Linked DNA regions of Mus musculus: all the other regions are linked to region 4. Evidence: chromatin contacts called from public Hi-C and HiChIP or PLAC-seq data. All regions are on one chromosome and are shown on one strand. Each heading gives the region's core, a stretch centred on a gene start, on an enhancer-like site or on the middle of the called end of the contact. The rest is flanking DNA. Distances are from core to core; before and after follow the strand shown. Region 1 overlaps Gm38991 (a long non-coding RNA gene). Region 2 has its middle 170 kb from the start of Gm46016. Region 3 overlaps Dpy19l3 (dpy-19-like 3 (C. elegans)). Region 4 has its middle 8.5 kb from the start of Gm30483.

Region 1 (5,333 bases), core at 1,584-4,083, 1.2 Mb before region 4:
GAGTATTTCAAGATGTAATGATCTGATTCTATACTATTTGTTGGTCCCGTATTTTCATGGTGGTCTGAATGAGAAATGTCCTCCATAGACTCATGCACTTGAAAACTTGGATCACACTTGGTGACACTGTTTTGTGGGAAACTTTGGTGGAAGGGGGAGCCCTGCTGGCGGAAGTGTGCCACTGGGAGTGGGCTTTGAAGGTTGATAGTCTTGCCCGACTTCCTGCTCTCTCTGTGCTTATGTGTGGGGATGCATCCTGCTCCTGCAGCCATGCCATGCTCCCCCATCCTCAAAGACTCTTTCTGTCTTAAGTTGCTTTTGGAAATGGTATTGACCACAGCAACAGAAAAGTAACTAATACAACATTTTAGCTAAAAGGACCACAGGCTGGAGAGATGACATATGCATGGGCTGCAAAGACTGTACATGCATGGACTGTGGAGATTACACACACACGGACTGCAGAGATTACACATGCATGAACTGCAGAGATTACGCACACATGGTGTTTGCAGAGGAGCCAATTTCTCAGCACCTCAGTTGGGCAGCTCACAATTGTCTACAACTCTAGCTCTTGGGAATCTTATGTTCTGACTTTTCTTGCATGTACATGCCTGCGTGAACGCATAGGGGTGCATGGCCATACACACACACACACACACACACACTCGTGCTTAAAAAATAAAAATAAATAAATAAACGGACCACACTGAGTGAGAGCTCTGGCAGCATTCGCCAGGGACAAGGTGCTGCTCCATGCTGGATGCTCTGATAAGTAGTGATTCTCACCGGGGTGTGGGGCTAACTGGTGAAAACTGTATATATTGCTGCGTCTGTGTACTCTGCCCCTTTGAAAAACCAGCTCTCAAATCCTTAACATCTCATGCTCTGTGCAATAGCTTCTGCCACCTTTTGACCTCAGTATGAAGTGGAAGTTGTTCTTGCCAATCCTAGATATCTGGACTCGTTTCTGCTCAAACACCTAGCAGGAACTTTTCTTTATTGCCTGTGAACATGCCCTGCAAAGGTGTCAGCCATGTCTAACTCATGCACTCCAACTAAGTTCTAAACGTTCACTTAAAGGATACCTCTGGACTAGGCTTAATAGAGAAGGCTTACAATCCCAGCTATGCTGGAGGTGGAGGCTATTTCTATTCCAAATAGAAGGCCAGCCTAGACTATAGAGGAGATTGATGACTTTTGACTTGGGGAGTTGCATACCTTCAAAAACCGCCCAATTTCCATGCAAACCAAGGTGACCTGAGGCTATTGAGAATGGTGAGTTACGCTTTCATGTTTTGAAAGGGAGTCAAAGCAAGAAAAGAGATTTGAGGAATGACATGTGGAGAGAATTAGGCAGAATCAGGTGTATGAAATCACTTTTTTTTTTTTCAGACAGGGCTTCTCTGTATAGCCCTGGCTATCCTGGATCTCACTTTGTAGACCAGGCTGGCCTCAAACTCAGAAATCTGCCTGCCTCTGCCGCCACCACGCCGGGCTGCAATCAGACATTTTTAATAGCCTCATTATCACATATACTACCAGCCCCAAAGCAAGGAGTATTCTGGGATGAATGAGATTGAGGTTTCTGTCTGACTACAATAAAGAATTATAGAATGCGTATTCTATCGCTACCCCACCAAGTCCTTCAAAACATGGTGGGGGGGGGCACAGATAATTTTCTTTCTAGAACTATTTTATTCCTTTAGATCAACCTGATTTGAGAGCGAACACCCAGCACCAAGGATTTTGTTCTGTCTGATTTTTCAGTGTCTGGCTTGCCTTACAAAGATGCATGTACTTGGTTTGAACATTAGGCCTTTAGGGTGTCTCGTATGGTTTAAGTCTGAAATGTACCCCTCAAGTTTATGTTTTGAATACCCAGTCTCTGATTGGTCATGTTGTTCTGAAGGCTGTGGAGCCTTTCTGAGGTGGGATGTAGCTGGTGGAAGTAGGACAGTAGACTAGGCCCCTGATAGCCATACATACTTCAATTTTTCATCTATAGTTTCGGCTTTCTGGTCTACCTCTCTGCCTTCTCCAACACATTGACCTAAAATCTGTCTGTAACTACAAGTTAAAATGTTTTTTTCCCTTTCTATTGTGTCTCTCAGGTATTTGTTCACAGTGACAAAGAAATAACTGATACAAGGTCTTTTAACCAAAATAGTGGGTTCTCTTGGACATCCGAAGAAAACTAGTGAATCACATATGAATGGCAGGTTACCCCTACTCATTAGTTGAGGCATCATGGCCTTGGGTTAGCTAATCTTGGATGGTTGGGTAGAGAGGAAGTATAGTTTAGTTCATGACTAGACTTTCCATTCCCCCATCTTTCAATTAATATGGATTCCTAAAGTGAACATGTAGATATAAGTAATTAGGGCATTATTAATATTTGTTCTGTTGTTGAAGAATTATCTTTCTGTTTTCTTTCTTTTTGTGGTTATGGTCAAATCGCTAGGGCAGTGGTTCTCAACTTTCTCAATGGTGTGATCCTTTAATACAGTTCCTTCTCTTGTGGTGACCCCCTCAACTATACAATTATGTTCTTTGCTATTTCATAACAGTGATTTTGCTACACTTATGAATCACAGTATAAATACCCAATATGTAGGACATATGGCATGGGACCCCTATATATGGGTCTTTCGACCTCTAAAGGTGTCAAGACCCATAGATTGAAAACCACTGCTCTAAGGGATTCTGAACCCAGCCCACGGTGGTGTGCAAAGACCTCACAGGAAGCAACCACCTTGAGTTTCCAGCCGCAGCTGTTATAGTTCCCAGCTCCCAGGGCCTCACCCCTCCCCAACCCCAGTCTCTCTAACACCCAGTAGATAATCTTTTAAGTCACACTCACTGCACACTGGCCACACACTCTGACAGTGAAACTCGAGCTTCCTTGGGGCTTGCTTCCGTGACCGAACAAAGCACTTGTCCCCCCTCTCCAGAACTGGTCTCCTTATGCGTTGACCTTTGAAGCTGTGTGCTCAGTAGTGACTCCAGTTTTGCTTGGTTAAACATGGAAAAATGTTCCTCTAGATCGAAGCAGCTCCCCATTTATTTCAGAGCATCCTGTCGCTGACGTAATGCCGCCTGGTTTATGGCCTCATTGCTCTGTGTTTGGAGTTGAGTAATGCCTGCTGGTGCACCAGGCACCGCCTACGTAACCACAGGAAGGGGTAACATCCCATGGGCCTCCCAGGCATCTGCTGGGAAATTGCTTCTTTGGTGCCAGACAAATGAATGTTTTGCATATTTCTCACAAAAAGAGAAGGGTTGTGAGGCGGAGGTTAACATAACAATCTTCTCTTATTACAGTGATTTATGTGTGCATAACTTCAGCAGTGGAATGTCATCTCGGAGGTCTTTAATTGGCAGACTTTGGGGACCACAGAGGGAGATGACAGAGTGTGCTCTGAAGAAATAAGAGTGTCGGCTGCCATTCCCAGTGCGGCCCCACAGAGGAGGTCTCATAAATCTCGGGAGTAGTGGGGGGATAGCAGTCAACTTTTAAACTTTTTATTAACCTGATATCTGCTAATGAAACACGAAGAGGATCATCTTCAACCTTAGCCGATTCGGATCTCACGACACGTCAAATGACTGCCTACGGTTTTTGAGACAATCAAATGCAGATCTTCTGGTAACTTCTACTCAAAGACACCAACGCTGCGATTTGCAGTCTTTATGACTTCAATGAGTCACCCAGTCCTGTCTTGCTATGTGGAATATGATTGTATGTTTTTAAGAATGTCAACAGATGTGTTTTCTGTTCATGAACCTCATCTCGGGCCTTGGATAAAGGGGCCATTTTGAAATGGAATCACAGCTGCTTTTGGCCTCAGGATGCGGCTCAGAGAAGTCTATCCATGCAAGGTGTGACTGGCCTTTTAGGAGGCAGGGTGAGGTTCTGGAAGGAATGGAGAGTGACCTCTGTGACAAGATGACTCCGGTATCTGTGTCACTTGTAGGAAAGTTGAAGTCTTTCTGAATGATGGATGTCTCTGCGAACATCTGTGCTAACAGTGTCCAAGAGGTCAAGTGCCAGGCCTTAAACTCTAGCACCTGTGCTAGAGCCAACCCCAAACTGTGGGCCAACCTATTTCGTGGGCCATTGGGCTTTTGAGAAAAGACTGACAATTTACATCTTTGCATTTATTTTCAAAATTGCAATGTCTTTAGGCAAGGGCTCCCCAGAAGCAAACCCCATTGCAGTAGCAGAGTGTAGAGTTATTTCCTGGAGTTATGATCCAGGAGCCATCAACTCTCACCAGCTCCCAAGCTGGGAGTGGAGGATCCTGAGCCCATTCTGATTCACGCTAGAATATTGGCTGGCTTGGTCATGACCTCATGTGGGTCTTTCGAAGGCAATCACGGGCTCTGTGAGTTCAGGGGTGTAGCAGTCCACTCTGTTTTGCAGTGTCCTCCCAGACCTCTGGCTTTCTACCATCTTTTCATCTTCTCTTCTGCAATGATTCCTGTGTGAGCACAATATATGCCCCCCGCCATGTGTGTGTGATATAGATGTCCCATTTGAGGCTGAATATTCCGTAGACATGTATTGAGAGTGTATTTTACATTGGTCCTATTTTACTAGAGAGCCCAAAGCCTGACTAAGCCAGGCAGTCATTAGGATCTAGTTTTCATCTAGCTTGGGAAGAGAAAGAAATTGATGGACAGCTCTTTCTTGGACAGCTGAGGACTCTTGGGGGCAGGGTAGACCAGGGCGAATCATTCTACCCGAGGAATGCATTGCTTTTGTACTTACCCACCAACCCCCATGTGCCACTGTTGGAGTCTGCTCTGGGCTATAAACTCTCTGGTGCATGCTTGCAGGACAGCTCTTTTGCTACATGCACTAGAATGTGAGCAACAGAGAGATACCCGAGACTCCAAGGCATGCATGCTGTGAAGGATGCAATTCATTGCTTGAGGTAGGTACCCTTTCCCTTCATGAGCAAGCTCTCCTTTCACTCCAATTTCAAATGACTGCAACTAAGTCTTTCAGGCTGACTTTGTCTCCTAATCACCCACTTCCTCTTTTTAAGTGGTTTTTTTTATTAGCACCTTATATTGAACAAAGTGATGAGTTTCATAATGCCATTTTAATTCAAGTATATCATGTAGTTTGTTTATATTACCCAGTACATTGTCCTGCACACAGATACACACATAAGTATAAAGACACAGAGACGTGCACAGACACATTCAGACCCCCCCCACACACACACACATATACACACAGAGAGACACACACAGAAATACACCAGACACACATACAGAAGAAGACACATGCAGAAACCCATAGAATACACACACATCTAGAC
Region 2 (5,342 bases), core at 87-2,586, 1.0 Mb before region 4:
ATTATTCAATAGATGCACACTCTAAAAACAAACGACAGATAAAACATAACAGAAACCAACAGCAGGCACCCTGAAAACACTGGCTATAGAGTCCGACTCCACTCTGGACTGACTTCCAAAAGTTGGCATGTGGTAGTTCTCAGCCAAGCGCCAGCATCTTTAAGAAAACCAAGCAAAAGGCAACATTTTCCCATCCTCTGTGAAAACATGTTCTTTTAACCCTTCTTCTGATGCCAAGGTCCCTTTGGAAAACAAAAGCAAATAGGCCCTCTTCTGGTTTGGGTCAACGCTGAAGCTCCTCATATGGTCCTAGTTATAATGTCCTTCCAAGCTCCGGCTGAGTGTGGAAGGTGCAGTGTGTGCCAGACCTGAGCTGGCTCCCCGTGGGACTGTTCCTGCCATGGAGTCTGAAGTTCAACATTTCCTCTTCCAAATGGTGCCGGCTCACACCCCCACCTACTTTGTGAAATCGTATTATTCTAATGAGGATGCAAATGAAAGGAGATGGGGTGGGGAATGCTAGCTGAGTGGCTTGTCAGAAATTCTTTCCTGGGGAGGGGCTGTGGAGAAGAGGTGGGTGAGCTCCACTCCCTCCCTAGCAGCAGTGCTTGGTGGGGGAACTTGCATCGGGTGGCACGTGGCCAAGTCTGAAGGAGACACATCTTCATTGATGTCCCTATTGTTGCTTGTTCTTATTCATGGTATTTAAACAACTCATGCAGGTTTTGACAGCTTTCCCCTTTTTGAATTTATGAGAGTATTTTTTATTTTGGTGAGGTGTCTGAAGACCCGTGGGCCTGGGGGCAGAGTAAAAACAGGCTTGTGTGTGGCATACCTGGAGACCCCGCCCTCTTCACCCCATGCCCTGCTGCAAGTCAGTGTGGGGCTGCAAGCATTTGTCACACAGGGACAGGAGAAAGAGCTGGGGCTCTGGGTTAGTCTGCTGGGCTCCTAAGCTACTCTTTAGAGAAGAGGACAGAGAGGGAACAAGAATAGAAAGATTTGCCTGGGGACCTGTGCACAGATAACTCTCATTATGTCTCCAAATGATTCTCAGCCCTTTGTGGCCTTGGGCTTTTATTTTCCTTGTAATGGGTTAGGAGCCCTGTGCTATGTCCCCGTCACCGAGAGGCTGTTGTGATGGCCACCTGAGGTCTGGTTATTAAAATTCTCACAGAGGTTTACCTGGATCCTCCCAAGCACAGACAGAGACAGACAACAGGGCTGAGAATCACAGGGCGGTCATACGCAGCTGCCACAGACAGCACCTTTTCAGGGTGGACCAGACTGATTCAGGCTCCCTTGTGAATGCTGCATCTGTCAGATGTGTAAGGAGGTGGACTCAAAAAGAGAGTTAAGCACAACCCAGAATAAAACAGCAGTTTTCTGTGGCATGGGAGGCATGTTTGGGCTGCAGAGAATAACTGGAATGAAGGAGACGGCGTCAGGGTATAGCTTGCCTAGTGAGTGATTCTGGTCCCAGAGGAAGGCGAGGACCCCAACCTCCTCTGGACCTTTGCAACACAGGGAGGATTCATGCATTTTTCTTAATAAGATGTTAATTTTCAGTTGCATGCCGTTAGATTGCAACACGTTTTTTAAGGAAAGATGTTATCTTTGTGAAGTTGACTTATTTGCAAACTTAACATAAGCTTTCAAACCCACAGAAAATATGGCAGTGTGTTTATATTTAAAATAGATTTAAAAAAAAATCCAACGAGTTACTGTGAATTCACTTACCACCCAATAATATAAGGATAAAAATAATTTATGCTCCTATTTTAATTAAAAACAAATCATTTTCGTAAAGCGGTAGGAGCCCAGTCTAGTGGTTAGGTCAGGAAGTGGGAGTAGAGACTCTTTGAGCTTGCCTCTGGGCTTGTGTTGGGACAGGCTGCATGTTTGGGTCAGGTTCTTAACCCTGCCCCATTGCTCTTTGCAATCACAGCCATACAGCTTGGTTTCACCCATATCACACCATGAGAGGTTGCTAAGCAAAGGTATTTTATGTGGCTAAATCCTGGCATCGGTCTAAAAGGTTGATGGTTGATGCTTCCGATGGAGAGGTCGGGGGTGGCAATAACCGTCTTGGGACCGAGAGGGGATTCCCATGGCCACCGGAATCTATCCAAAGCCCATGGACAGAAGCATGGACGAACTCTGATCCCTGTGACTGAACCATGTCCCAAGTTCAAGGAAGGAAGTGAAATGATAAGTGGGTGGTGTGGATAGAGGAATCAGTTCCGTGACTCTCAGCTGATGGTCTCAGACTCCATATTTCTTCATGGTGTCTATGGTTGCCGGCTGCTGTGCCTTACTGGAGATGAGCCTGCTTGGTGTGGGCTCAACAGGCAGAAAGACTCTCTTTAAGAGGGAGAATATTACTGAAATTTGAGGGGTGTTACATCTCCAGAATAGCTTTGGACATGTTTGGGGAACACAGACAAGGCGCAAAGAATTGTCTCCATCTTCCAGGAATTCTAGTTACACAGGGGCACCAAAGCAGGATGGCAACACTGGATGTGGACTGACAGCTCTGGGCGGCTTGTGGTTAAGTTCTGACTCTCTAGATGCAGCCAGTCACTGGGGAGGTCATAGTATGGTAGATCAGACCTATACACTACATCCATCCCTCTGTATTCCTCAGGTTGAAATGGCCAGTGTGGACTGAGATCTCTGAAAATCAAGTTTGAACGGTGAGTACTTAGCCTGCGAAGCTCTGTAGTTTATCGAGGGGCGTGTCTAGACTTGGGATATGCTAATGTTACAACAAGATATGCGAGAATCTACTTCATGGGCTGTAAAGGGCAGTTCATGAGTATAGGGAATTTCTATGATTTGTGTACTATAATACCTGCAAGAGAGAAGCTCTTTTATGGCTTTGGCTTTGATTCTTTGAGGTAGCATCTCTTCATTGTAGCTCAGGCTGGCCTTGAATTCATGATTCGTTTTTGTTTGTTTGTTTATTTCTTAGTCTCAGGTGTGCATTGTGCCTAGATAAAGGGAAGACATTTCATGTCCCATTGGACTGGACAGGTTCCGTGTTTCTTCCAGACCTCTGAAAGATCCCAGGTAACAACAGAACATCAAACATTACTGCGACACTGAGAGTCATTTAGTTGGAAAATGAGCACACACCCATTTCTTCACTTCTAGTCACACCTTTGTGTCCTTGTGATTTCCACCTGGGCATGGTCGTGAGCGAGAAGGAGGCGAGGGATCTCCTGGCTTCTTGTTTCCTATCTAGAGGTTTTTTTCTTGTCTATATTCTTCCTTCACCGACTGAAGACTACTAATTCTGATGAGGATAACAAGCAGGCTCCATTAAACACATCTTCATGGTGGCCACAGATGAGGAGGCACGATATTTCCTCCACCTGATTCCTACTTCCAGGAATTAACTAGAAATAATTAATGGGAGATGGAAAGGCGGCTCAATGGTCAAGGGCCCTTCCTCTTCTTGCAGAAGACCCAGATTGGTTCCGGACACCCACACTGCATTTCACACCTGCCTGTACTTCCAAGTCCAGAGTATCTCATGTGCTCTTCTGATCTCATGGGCACCACACTCATATGGTGTACATACATACATGCATGCACACATGCATGCATATATACTTGCATACATACATGCATACATGTATACACATATGCATACATGTATACGTACATACTTGCATGCATACTTACTTGCATACATGCATACATAAATGCATGCATACAGGCGGGCAAAAGGCTCATGCACATAATGTAAACTAAAATAGATATTTTAAAAAAGAAGTTATTAATGTTTTAATGTTGGTTCCAACAGTAGTTATGAAATCACTGAAGGCAAACATTTTGAGTTTAGCCCAACCCGCATTATTAGAAGGCTTATTCACTCTGAAGTTTGGATACGTAATCCAAATGCCCTGTCCTTCAGTTTCCTTCTTCACAAAATGGATGCCATACTGTCTGCCTAAAACCGCTGTGACAGACACTTGAAGAGAGCTGTTTATAAATTATTATTATTAGTCATGCCCTAAATAATTCAGGCCTGGAGGATGTCAGTGTGGATTAGAGTCCTCAGGAAAATTCATGGCAAAAGAAAAGAAATCCGTGGGTCATGAATTTTCTAATTCCAGTTTTGGTTGAGCAGAGCCTGAGTATGTGTGTAGGGGGGACTGTCTTAAGTTTGTTGAGATGGAGAGAGCCCTGTTAAAACTTGTATATACATGTTCCCCCCCCCCAAAAGGCTTATCTGATGGAGACTTCATCCTCATCTGGTACATCCTGCCATCGAGAGTGATTCCCCTGTGGTAGCTCTGACTTCATCACTGGGGTCTAGTGGGGGGAAGTGGGTCACTTAGGAGGGTTTCTTCTCCCCTTGCTCTTCCTGCTTCCTGGTCACTATGTGGTGAGTGTCTCCATTCCTCCACTGTCTCTCTTCACTATGATGCTGCCTCCCTCCAGCTCAGAAGCTAAAGAGCCACTGAGAGGTGACCTGTGACCGCTGAACCATGAGCAACAGAAAACTTGGCAACTGTGGGACAGGCCCGTGAATTACTACTCTGCTTTCTGTGACTATGACAAGTATCTGAGTCAAATTATGAGAAGGATTTATTTTGGCTCTTGGCTTTGGAAGAGGTTTTAGATTGTAATCAGATGATCCCATTGTCCGGATCATATGATGTCATTGTTCTGATCTGATGATGCTCTTGCCTAGTCATATGATGCCATTGTCCTGATCATAGGATGCCATTTTTCTGATCATGTGATACCATTGCCTGGTCATATAATGCCAATTTCTTGATCAGATGATCGCTTTGTTTTAATTAGTTGATATCATTGCATAGTCATATGTTCTCATTGTCCTGATAATATAATCCCATTGTCCTGCTTAGATGACCCCATTGCTTTGAGACCTCTCTTCCATGGGTTCTAAACTGCTCCATTCTGAGCCAACCAGGAAACCACAGCAAAGAAAAGGAGAGACCCACCTCCTGTGGTCTCACCTAATAGTGCCACATGGGCACTGACCCTTTAACAGAAAGACTTTGGGAAATGCTGAAGAGTCAAACTATATGCCAGCTGCCATGGCCTGCCTGTAAATCCCAACACTTGGAAAGTGGGGGCAGAAGGACTGAGGGTCATTCTTAGCTACACAGTAAGTTTGAGGTCAGATTTGGCTGCATGAGCTACTATCTCAAAACAGCAAAAACGACAAAAACAATGATAACCAGATTCTAACTTTTTCTTCCATTATTCTTTAGAACTCCTACATTAAATACAGAGGGCAAAGAACCCCTCCTAACTTAGTTACAATATATGTTCTTCATCCTTTAAACAAGCCAGCATCCTTC
Region 3 (5,502 bases), core at 2,964-5,463, 1.7 Mb before region 4:
GGTTGATGATATCCGGCCCATCATCCCGGAAACTTCTTCCCTCATCTTGTCACTTGGTGGGTTTCAATTGTCACCTCAAATGTTTCCTGAAGCACCATCTCAGATGCAGAATCAGCTGGTCCCACAGCACTTCTGCTCTTTTAAGCATCTGGCTTTCCTACCGCTATTCTTACACAGTGTCCGACTCACTGCTATGATGCTAAGCTCAGCGAGAATACGGAATGTATTTGCACTGTTCACTGATGAGAACCCTAAACCTACTGGGCACAAACCTATCAGTTGAGCTGATACACACCTGGGGTCCTAGCACCTAGGAGGGTAAGGATGAAAGGTCATGAGTTCCAGACCAATGTGGGCTACGCAGAGACCCTGTGTCCAAAAAAACGGGGCAAAACAAAATGCTCTGGAAAAAAGAAAGAAGGAAGAGAAAGACCCATGGATGAATTTAATCAACTGGAACATCAGATTAAATGTTATCTGAAGGTCTGATAGTTTACATGTGCTCAAAATCTGTAAGGATTGGGCTAGGTTTTCTGTAACAGACTGAGTCCCCAAGCTGGTACTCTTCCTTAAAGGGCATGGTAATTGATTTTTAATATTTACAGTTCCTGGGATGGAATTGAGGGCACAAACAACCAGGGCAAGTGTTCTACCACTGCGATACACCCCAGCCCCTCACTGGGGGATTCTAGGCAGGGGCTCTACCACTGAGCCACGCCCCCAGCCCCACACTGGGGGCTTCTAGGCAGGGGCTCTACTGCTGAGCCACACCCCCAGGCCCTCACTGGGGACTGCTCACAAAGCAGACTACCATACACAGGGCTTCCCCAAAATGGGTGCACTGACCATTACCCCCAGTTCCCAAAATAATACCCTAGCCATGGAGGGAGGCCCAGTGTGAGATCAGGTGTTGGAAAAGGCGCACATCACTGAGCTCTAAATGAGCACAGCTTATGTAAATAATCTTAGTAGCAATAATAAGGGAGATAATTGTTCACAGGTGTCATTTCCTGGGAAAAAAAATCCACCTTTTCTACTGAGAGAAAATGCTAATAGTTTCATTCAATTTATGAGTCTTAATTAGCACACTTCTGTTCTAATTATTGTGCGGGGCCTGAAATCACTTTCCTGCACCCCTTCCCTCTCCCACACAGCCACACTCAATCAGCCACTTCTCTTCCTTTATGAATATGCACTTCTGGGCATGTGCACACATCTGCGCATGTCAATCACCCAGCACGAGTGAGGGCGGTCTGAAAGAAAGCTGTCAGTCTTGTCTCTATCAATGGCCTGTTCCCAGTTTTTTTTTCTCTTCCCCTTTCTCTTCTTGTACTTTAACACACAGACATAAATGTGTCTTGACTTTATTTTTAAGTTGTATTTATTTTTATTTTATATGTCTGTGCTTCACTTCTGTGCCTGGTGCCTTCAGAGAGGCTGTCGGATGCCTGGACCCCTGTGCGGGCGCGTGTGCTTGACTTAATGCGTGCTGTGACGGGGCTGCAAGCGTCCCAGCAGTCTCCTCCCATCTTGCTGTAGGAGTCCTGGGATTATAGACGCACACCAGTGCTCATGCCCTTTCTAGATTTGTGACTGTGTATCTGTGTGCATATATGCACTCCAACCCAGGTGTCCTCAGAGTCTAGAAGAGGAAGTTGGAGTGGTTGTGAGTTGCCTTATGGGTGCTGGAAATTAAGTTTGGGTCCTCTGTTGAGAACAGCCAGTGCTCTTAACCACTGAGCTGTCTCCCAGCCCCTGCATCTGGCCTTTTAGATGGGTTCTAGGGAATCAAAGCTGTGTCTTCATGCTCGTCTGGTAGTATTTTTACACACTGAGCCATCACATTGGCCACCATTTATATATATATATATATATACACACATATATATGTATATATATATATACACACACATATACATATACACACACACACTCCACACACTCACACACACACACTCCACACACTCACACATGCACGCACACATTCCACATACACACACACATTCCACACACACACACACTCCACACACTCACACATACATGCACACATTCCACACACTCACACACATATTACACACACACACACTCCACACACACATACACACATACTCCACACACTCACACACACACTCCACACACTCACACACACATACACACTCACACACACACACTCCACACACACACACACTCACACACACACATACACACTCACACACACTCACACACACACACACACACTCCACACACTCACACACACACTCCACACACTCACACACACACACAGTTAAGAGCTCTGGCTGTTTTTCCTGAGGAGCAGGGTTTGCTTCCCATCACCCACATGAATGCTCAATTCCAGGGGATCTGATCCCACTTCTACGGGCAACCACAGAGTATAAAAACACACATGTAGGCACAACCCCCTTACACATAAAATACATCTTTAAGAATGTTTTTATACAACTAGGTATGGTGCTACAGTCCCGTAGTCGCAGGTTTTGGAAGGCTGAAGCAGAAGAATCCCAAGTTTGAGGATAGCTTGGGCTACAAAGCCAGATATGGGGGAGGGGAGGGAGGAGAGGAGGGGAGGGGAGAGGACAGAGAGAGGGGAAGCAGACTGACGGATGGAGGGACGCAGGGAGAGGGAGGGGGAGAGAAAGAGAGCGAGCGCGAGAGAGCATGCGTAACAGAACAGGACTTATTAGCAGAGATCTCTACCTCCTCCAATTTGACCTTCAAAGCAACAGAGGACACCACAGATTATTGAAAAGAGCTTTATCTAGTATATAATCTCCACCTAATTCAGTACAACAAATTATAAATGCTCTTTGTAAGGTTTTCCCCAACAGATGCCACAAACAGGCAATGCCCCTACCTGATAACAGACCAGCTCTCTACCTCTCTGAGCCACCTGCCCAGCTTCCAGCTTAGATGTTAGAGGTGGGATGGGCACATAGATACTTGTATGAAGGAATTTAAGCTCACTCATCTTCATTTTAATCCCTCCAGTACCTAATAATTTTTCTGATCAAATTTTTATTTAAAAGTAAAGGACTTCCTTTTATTTTTCATTATTTGTCTGTATACGACGAAGGCATTGGGTGGGTCCCTTGGAGCCAGAGCTATAGGCAGTTGTGAGCTGACAGACGTGGGTGCTGAGACCCAAGCTATACAAGTGATATACACACTGAACCATCTCTGCAGACATGATCAAGTTAAATTTAAAAGCAATTTTGATGAGCAACCCACCTTGTAAAGCATTTGATTTCAATTTCTGCATAATTATCTCTTTTTCTGTCTGTCTGCTGAAGTGCTAGGAACACCAGGCAAACATTATACTCTCAAGCCACACCCTTGGCCCTTTTGTGGTTGGGGCTCTAAACTCACAATCAGCAGCAGAAGGTGCACCCAGACATCTGAGGTGGGCTACCACTGACTGGAGCTCGGTATCAGGAGTGGAAACACAAGGCAGTGGCCGGCCACCTGCGGGACTGCAGCAGGCGGCTCCCAAGAGGGCTGGAGACTCGAGGCTCCGTGGACTCAGAAGTGGAGTTAATTAAGAGCACTTCTGTTGTACTTGGAGGTTCTTCTGGGAACTCAGAAGCAGAGCCTCGAGCTTGTTCTATCCAGAGTCACAGCTGAACACTATTACCAACAGTCCCCAGGGCCCGCACTGCAGAAAGTGAGGGCTACAGGCACTGGCTCCTGCTTGCACAGTGTGGGGGCTGTGGCCAAGGGTGGATCTGTTTTCCTCCTGTGTGTTCAAAGACAAGGTCATAAGCTAGACTCCTCACCACAGCTAAAACGATCAAATGTTATTTGCTGAAAGATCTGGTTCCCGAGAGCGTCGGGAGCCATTTGTCTGCTTCTGGGAAAGTCGGCCTGCCAGGCAGAGTCAGGGCAGGTCGGCGTCTGCTGGCAGGTTTCCTGGCCTGGGAAGAGGGGCTGAACGTTCTGTTAAATTTATAGAAAGGAGCAGGGAGGCTTCCTGATGGGAACAAACCTAGCATATGACCTTGTTTCCCACCGCGCTGTAAAGCATAAAAAGACCAAGAACCGTAAACTCAAGTCTGACGTGGTAGTGATCTGCAGCCTTCCCAATTCTAACTCCTGTCTCTGAGTCTTCTTTCCGGCTTTCCCAGGATCATCCTCACTCCCTCCTCAGAGGACTGTTCCACTTCCCACCGGCAGGTGGCGCTCAAACAGGGACGCTCTGAGAGTTTGGGGATCAAGTGGTGGACACCCCAGAAAAAGCAAGTGCTCAGAAAAGGCGAATGTGCGGTGAGACTCTCTCAGGAGCAAAGACAGGATGGAGTAGATAAGGGCGCTCAGGAAAAGTAAAGGAACTCGAAAAAAGTGAAAACACAAGAAAAAAGAAACAAAAATGGGAAATGGAAACGGCCCTATGCTTTCTATACAAATGCTTAAGAAACTGCTCCACACTCGTGGGGCTAAAGAAGGGCAACGGCAACCACCTGACTTCTTAGCTTTTGTGGGGGGGGGGTTGTCCTTGGTTTCCTGAGGAAGGTACAGTAAATCTAGCTGTGGCTCCGTGTATCAGGTTATTTTGGGTTTGTACTAGAATCCACGTGTAAGACACTAAGGGACCATGCCCTCATTTGGTTCTGATTGGTAAATAAAGTTTCCGGCAGCCAATGGCTGGGCAGGATAGACAGAGGCGGGACCTTTAGGATTCCCGGGTGAGGGACTGAGGGAAAGGAAGGAGATCCGCAATGGCAGGAGAGGTGGGGGAGGGAAGCTGCCGTGCCTGAGAGGGTGCAGGGCAGAGAGCATAGCGGCCATCGGGGAGAGCGGCCCTATGAGGGTTGCCTTACAGCAGCAAAGATGGAATATAGGATTTAGTAAGAAATAACTTGGGAATATCAGAGGGAGGTGGATGAGCCATGTGGAGCTTAGGAAGTGGCCTAGTCATTGATCTGTTTTAGGCATTACCAAAACATAAAGGCTGTGCCTGTCTTTCATTTGGGAACCCAGAACATTTGGGGCAGGCATTGAGGAGGCACCGCCGCTGGGATCAAAAATGGGTTACAGGGAAGCAGCACCCATCCAGGATGCTCTGGCAAAGCCAAGGTGCCTGCTCTTGCAGTCTGGCCTCTGAATACTGAAGCAGTGTCTGAGCCACCATGCCCGGAGGAGGAGACGATGATAACGACTGAGCAGCTGGAAGAGGAAGCGGCTAAATATCATAGGGAGGAGAATTCTTTGCCACTTATTGCCTCTGAAGAACTCAAGATTCCTTTCAAGGACAAGTTAGTTACAGAGAAAATCCAACAGCTGCAAAATGCTTTTACTTTGCTGTCTGTGCAAGTGCAGAAATTACAGGCTTGCCAAGCTCAAGGGGAAATCTTGGGACCATCAGAGTGGATTCCTAAGCTGAGAGCCAGTAAAACCCCATGTGTCGAAGCTGGACTGGACCCTCCTTCTGAGGTGGAGTTGCAGCACTGGTGAGAAAGCCATCTGACCCTGAAAGAGGCTACCAGAAGA
Region 4 (5,838 bases), core at 2,229-4,728:
ACACACGCGCGCGCGCGCGCGCGCGTTCTTTGCTCTCTTCCCAGGCAGCTTCAACTCCCATGCCCAGACCACTCCCTGTGGTTCCAAGTCACACCACATTTATTTGTTTGCCTCGGGCAGCCATGGTCTGTGGAGCCACCAGCCTGCCTGGGTGGTCAGCCAGCCGGCGGCACAAGCTCCACAGCCACTATTGATCTGGGATCTTAAATCATCCCCGGATTTTATGAAAACATTTACGTTTATCATTAAATAACCTTCAAAGGGTCGATGATCTTACTTTCCTTCCTTCCTTCTTTTTTTTTTTTCTTTTTTCTTTCTTTTTTTTTTTTTTTTTTGAAGATTTTCAGCTGTGTAATATAATAATACTCTAATGAGACTCTGGGTTTGTCTCTGGGCAAGTGCATTTAATATTGAAGGAATTGCTAAGAGAGGCCACACGAAGGCGACGTGGGCCTCAGGGTGACGTGCACCCCAGGAGAGGGACACTCGTCAGGACACTTTGCTGTCTGTAGCATGTGGGGGTGTGGACACTGTGCTAAGCAATTTTGAGGTTCACAAACTTAGGATAAAAGAAAAAGTGACTCAGAGATATATGCTATGACTCAAACACAGCTATCTTAGTTGTTTTTATATTTTTTAATATATTGATTTCAAGATATTAAACAAAATAAAGGCACTATTCAGAAGGCAAACATGAGAGGGACTCTAACATCAGCAGCTGTAACACCTGCTAGTCATACCAGCCTCTCAGCCTTCGGGGTGATGAGCCAACTCTGATACCTAAGCCCCTGGGCAAATGGAAGGAATTCCTGAGGCACTAACTGCCAGCCCTGGGCTGGGTAAATCTTGCTAAAGAACAACTTAGACCACAGAGCCAAAGGGCTCCTTCAGAGTAACGGGGAGAGCTCTCAGCCATACCCACCTGCCAGCATGAAGCCCCATCTGCACTTGTGTGTACCCCTTCACCATGGCCATTCATAGGTCCTTGTTTGTCTTGTCTCCTTTGCCTGGCTGTCTAACTTACCATCCCTTCCTGCGATGTATACTGCTGCCATTGACTTTAGAATGGTGTCCCCTCTTGTGCCCGGAGCCCCCAGTGAAGCTGTCACAACACCACACCATCTCCCCCTTACAACCCACCATCTCCTCTTTCTTGTCAAAGGCATGAAACAGGCACTGGAGCATGTCCTACCTGGCAAAGCTTCCAAAATTATGGGTCCCTCCCTTCCCCAGGAACTTGGGAACCTTAGCAGCTCTAAGCATAGAAGTGGCTGGATAAAGAAGGAAGCTGGAGGCTTCCCTGGGGTGAGCAGTCCCCTCTGCCTAATCCTTATTCTTCACTTTAAGGAGCTGGGAACATCCTGGTGGGAGTGAGAAAGAGGCCCTAACAAGGCAGATCTTGGACCTTCTCTTCCCAGTTTCTGGCCTCAGGGAGCTCACAAACTCTTCCTTGCTCTCCTCTCCTCTCTGCTCCTCCCCATGATCCTGGACAGCTTCCTTCTTCCCCTCTTCTTCAAGGCTGCCTCTCTTAATGGGTGACACCACACACACACACACACACACACACACAGCCAAAAAAACAAACAAACAAAAGATTTCATACTAAAATATGGTTTTCCAGTTCCCCTAGAGAAGTCAGAAGGTCTGGCAAGATCTTCCAGGAGGCAGCAGATAGCGCCCCCACCCCGCCCCCAAGCCACCCCTGGAATGCACTATGTGTGCCCATGCAGGCGCTGCCAGCATCATGGTTTTAGCTCAGCTTCACAAGGTCCTGTGTACAAGCCCAGCCTTACCTTGCAGTGAGTGGGTGGGAGGGAGGGGTGAGGGTTTTACATCCTTCTCAGCACCAGATGGACCTCATTCCTGTACACACCCAGGGAAACAAGCAAGTGGGTGGTCGTGGCCTGTTCCCTGGCTTCCTGTTTTCCATTGTGTCTCTGAAAATGAACACATCAGCTCTTCCTTCTAGTTTCTGGTTTGCGGTAGAGTTTAAGTGCCGGAGGGGGGACCAATATGGTAACGAGGCTTGTGCCAAGGGTGTGCACTGCATCCCATTCAAAAGACACAGTGGTCAGAGGGAGGGACAGCTCTAATACAGTGAATAAGGAGGCAGTCTACCAGAAGTTGTTCTCCAAGATTACCTGTGATAATCCACAACTTACACACAGCACTCATCAAAACTAGCACGATTTCTGTAGGGTGTGTGTTGGGGGAACCCTGTAGATGGCACCTCTCTAAAAACTGGGGTCACCTTCTGCCAGCTGCAGTGCCATTCTAGGTCCTGAGGTCAGAGAATGTGTGATAGAGAATTATAGACACCCCATTCCTTAAAGGAATCCATGCCTGCTGGTTACTCACCCCCGGGGCCTTCATCCACGGGAGATGTATGGACATGATATTTTGAAATCTGCATTTTCCTAGCGTGCTCCCTTCCCTGCAACTAGTTCTGGAACAATGGAAAATGGTGTAGAAAAAAGACAGAAACATAAACTTTCAGACTGCTGGCTGCTACTGTGGCACGCCTATGAATGAGTGAGTGAGTGAGTGAATGAATGAATGAATGAATGAATGAATGAATGAATGAATGAATGAATGGTGCCCTCAGAAAGGTAGCTATCTCCCCACCCCACCCCTCTCTCATGGAGTCACAAAAGAAACACAATTCCTTTCTTCTCTTTTCTTCCCCCTAATAAAAGGCTCTTTCTAAAAATCAAAGGTGTCAGACTTTGCTCTCCCTTGCTGGCATGATCCAGAAGATGGCTGAGGAATGACAGATGTCGGCATCCAGCTGCAATGAAGCATGCAAAAGTTTCTCTCTAATCCACTTATTTCTCTGTAGTCACGTAAACCAAAACAAATGGGCAGGGCTTTACATTAGGATGGCAGGGTGGGGGTGGGAGGGACGGGAGGGACCCAAAGCCACAGCACTAGGACTTCCATTGCATAATGCAGCCTCCTCCACGCCATCTTGCTATGATTTTTCCCTCTGCATAAGGAAAAAAAAAATCTCCCTATAGCGTGAAAGGGTCCCTCAACGCAGGGGATCCAGAGAGTCAGCTCCTATGTCCTTTTGTCCCATACAAGATGACATTTCCCAAAGGGGCAGTTGTAAAGGCAGGATAAGGGCGTCATTAGCACAGGGAGGCCGCAGAACAAGCACCCACACGCAGGTACACACAAGCACCCTGTGACACACACATCACACACCAACACCCTGCTAAACTAACAGGATCGGTTTAATCACCAGCACCGTCGTTTTCAACTACTTGAATAAATCCAGGGGAATTATAAACGAAGCCCGTGTGTAATTAAAGTGAGGGTTGTTAGACTCTTCATTTAATAAAACACTTGAAAAGAAAAAGCCCTGGTAGGTCTTTTTCAATGCCAGGGGAAGCCGAAGGGGAGGGGCGCGCGCGCGCGTAGGCGAGAGAGGCCGGCCTCTTTTAGCGTGTAGCTGCGCCCACCTTGTGAACCCATTCCCCTTTCAATCTTGTAAGGAGCTGGGAGGGCGAGGATCGGGTCTGGGGCTCTGTCACCCGCCAGCAGTTGTAACAGCTGCGAAGCGCTCGTTTCAGTGCAGGCGGCAAGGAGAGATGTGACGGATTTCGCCCATGGCAGAATGGCGTTCCGTTTCTGGCCCTTCAGGCAAAAACAGTAAAAGAAAATTCGAGATTTCCCCCCTTAAACTTCCCACAACAACCTCAGCAGAGCCACATGACTCGCCTTCTACAATCTTCCCTGGTGTGCTCACTGCTACTTTGGCAGGAACTCAGAATTACTGTTACATAAATTCCATCTGATGCCAGAGAGACCATCTGTGAGCGGGAGCTGCTTCACCTACGTCTGCCTGCAAAGCCACTCTCCCCGAGACAAGGGAGAAGGGGGGAAAAGAATTTGATTAATTTGCAGAATGCTTGTGATTTGCTCATATATTATTATAACTCCTCATCAGCACATGACAAATCCCCAGCCCTGGGTGCAGGCACCCGTTTGATTCCAGCAGTTTCTTGCGTCGACACCTGACAGACTGCGGAGCTTCTAATGACTTTCAGATGCTTACAAACAGTGATTCTATCTTCAGAATAAAAAAAGGGGGAAAAATTCCATAGGAAGAAAAGAGGAGTGCACTTCTTCCTCTGGCGCAGTTCCTTCCTGGGTACCAACATTGATTTAACTGGGAGGGTGGCTGAAGCTTCTAGAAAGGGGCCCTCCCAGGCCCCACCACGGCTATGACCACACTGCACATAGAAACAAAGACCCCCGGATTCTGGAGGGCAAGTCAGCCGAGGCCACACTCCGGTGATGCCAGACGGTGCCCAGGTGCCGGCCAAGGCTAAGACGGGGTACTCTCTCCCAGCTTCTGCGTTTCAGAACCCTGGTAATTTTGTCCACTTTTAACACACCGATCATCTCTCGGCTTCTACACACACACATCTGTGTGCTGACTGCAGTTTGGTTCCCGCCTCCCCCCCCCCTCCTCCTCTTCTTTGCTTTTAAAACTCTGATTATGCCTCCAAACCTCTGCCTCTGTACTTGATTGCCTGTTTTAGATTAGAGATTTTTAGCCAGGAGACAAAGACTTCCGAATGCACATTAGTCCTGCGTATGAGGACCCACAGAAGGAAAAGCGATAAAACGCAACGTGCCATCTGTCCACAAACAATAACCTGTGTGTTTGGAGGCTCACAAATTACTTAGCACAGAACCTTCCCAAATTACAGAGCCTTGAGACAGAGCAGAGCTGCGAGTGAGACCCTCTTTGATGTCCTTCGGTATTTCCCACCCCCTTGTGCTCGCCCCCCAAATTGATTGCTAACAGTTGAGGAATGTCTCCGTGACAAGTAGATTTTTATTATCTGCATCTTCCCGGTTACATTTGGCCTGGGACCCCAGCAGGCGTGGCTCCCCCCAGCTGCAGCTGCTTGGGACAAGGGGCCCAGATGCAGTCTGTCTCCTGCGTGTGGTTGTGAGCTTGGGGCGGGGGCGGGGGGGGGGGCGGGGGGAGCAGGTCTCCTGATCAGGTCCCCTTTTGATACAGAAAGATCCCAACCAACTCTGCCTGCCCAGAGAGCCAGTCAGATGGCTCTGCTCAGGAAAAATAGTCAAGGTTTTGTTGGAGACACGGTTAGTCTGTTCAAATTGCCCTCTTGCCCACCTTCAGCCTTCTCTCCAGAAACTGTCTGATACCCGTCCTTGTTCTGACTCTAAGAAACAGCCTCAGGAGCCCACGGGCCATCAAAGACTCATAATGGTTAGCTAGTGTCTGTGGTTCCTCCAGAAAAATGCCTTATGAAATGATTTAGTAAAATGGAAGGCAGGGAAGAGCACGCGCATTGCTAAAGGAGGGGAGCATTTCTGTTTGTGGCTGGCTAGCAGGTTGACTGGCACTCCGTGCCTTTTGTTTGTAGGGCACAACAGCTGTCTTACCTAACCTGGCCCAACCCTTGTGTGGCTCCCCCGTGGCAAATCCTCCCACTTCCTGGAAGTGGAAACTGAGGTTCTGAGAGAGTCCAGTGTGAGTCTCAGGGAAGTTGTGGCGGCTGACTCCTGAAACTAGGCAATGGCCCTGGGCCACAGATGAACCCCCAGGTCCTGTTTTAAAGATAAGACCCTAAAGCAGCAGGAGGGATTAGTGGCATCCAGTGAAAAATGCCCGTGGTTGCTAGGAACAACCAGACAAGGGTGGACACTGCAGATGGAAACCTGTATGTCTTAACAGAGTTTCCAAATAGACACATCAATACACACATGAACACATAGACACACACACACACACACAGAGAGAGAGAGAGAGAGAGAGAGAGAGAGAGAGAGAGAGAGAGAGAGAGAGAGAGAGAG

The links. A called contact is a pair of places that touch in the nucleus more often than the background predicts. HiChIP or PLAC-seq counts read pairs in DNA pulled down with a chosen protein or histone mark.
Region 1: a Hi-C map of uterus shows a contact between it and region 4, with 2.8 times the contacts expected there. The contact joins two enhancer-like sites. A contact is called at or near these places in 5 of 484 Hi-C or Micro-C datasets (the C2C12 cell line, group 2 innate lymphoid cells and uterus) and 3 of 115 datasets of contacts at active chromatin or transcription factors (SST interneurons, embryonic fibroblasts and fibro-adipogenic progenitors).
Region 2: a contact with region 4 is called in a Hi-C map of cerebral cortex, with 6 times the contacts expected there. The contact joins two enhancer-like sites. A contact is called at or near these places in 9 of 484 Hi-C or Micro-C datasets (adipose-derived mesenchymal stem cells, cerebral cortex, cortical neurons and 4 more) and 4 of 115 datasets of contacts at active chromatin or transcription factors (astrocytes, fibro-adipogenic progenitors, neural progenitor cells and 1 more).
Region 3: a contact with region 4 is called in an H3K27ac HiChIP or PLAC-seq map of SST interneurons, with 7 times the contacts expected there. The contact joins two enhancer-like sites. A contact is called at or near these places in 2 of 15 datasets of contacts at CTCF or cohesin (pro-B cells and stem cell-derived epiblast-like cells), 9 of 484 Hi-C or Micro-C datasets (the Ba/F3 cell line, CD4 T cells, cerebellum and 4 more) and 2 of 115 datasets of contacts at active chromatin or transcription factors (SST interneurons and embryonic stem cells).

What each region holds. Positions count from the first base shown.
Region 1 is chr7:36,092,533-36,097,865 of GRCm38.p6, forward strand. Gm38991 (a long non-coding RNA gene) reads left to right here. Exons shown (of 6, transcript XR_881969.1): 5 at 3,325-4,940. Among named protein-coding and RNA genes, the nearest start is that of Gm38991, 19 kb to the left of the region's middle. Within about 2 kb of position 2,834, at least 48 of the 459 cell types and tissues checked have an H3K27ac peak or open chromatin away from gene starts, as enhancers often do. A contact at or near this core is called in the C2C12 cell line and uterus, where this site is marked.
Region 2 is chr7:36,333,710-36,339,051 of GRCm38.p6, forward strand. No RefSeq gene overlaps it. Among named protein-coding and RNA genes, the nearest start is that of Gm46016, 170 kb to the left of the region's middle. Within about 2 kb of position 1,337, at least 9 of the 459 cell types and tissues checked have an H3K27ac peak or open chromatin away from gene starts, as enhancers often do. A contact at or near this core is called in cerebral cortex, where this site is marked.
Region 3 is chr7:35,682,743-35,688,244 of GRCm38.p6, forward strand. Dpy19l3 (dpy-19-like 3 (C. elegans)) reads right to left here. Exons shown (of 19, transcript NM_178704.3): 19 at 2,758-5,502. Among named protein-coding and RNA genes, the nearest start is that of Gm42379, 25 kb to the left of the region's middle. Within about 2 kb of position 4,214, at least 50 of the 459 cell types and tissues checked have an H3K27ac peak or open chromatin away from gene starts, as enhancers often do. A contact at or near this core is called in SST interneurons and uterus, where this site is marked.
Region 4 is chr7:37,333,558-37,339,395 of GRCm38.p6, forward strand. It overlaps a transcript of Zfp536 not described here. Among named protein-coding and RNA genes, the nearest start is that of Gm30483, 8.5 kb to the left of the region's middle. Within about 2 kb of position 3,479, at least 96 of the 459 cell types and tissues checked have an H3K27ac peak or open chromatin away from gene starts, as enhancers often do. A contact at or near this core is called in the C2C12 cell line, SST interneurons, cerebral cortex and 1 more, where this site is marked.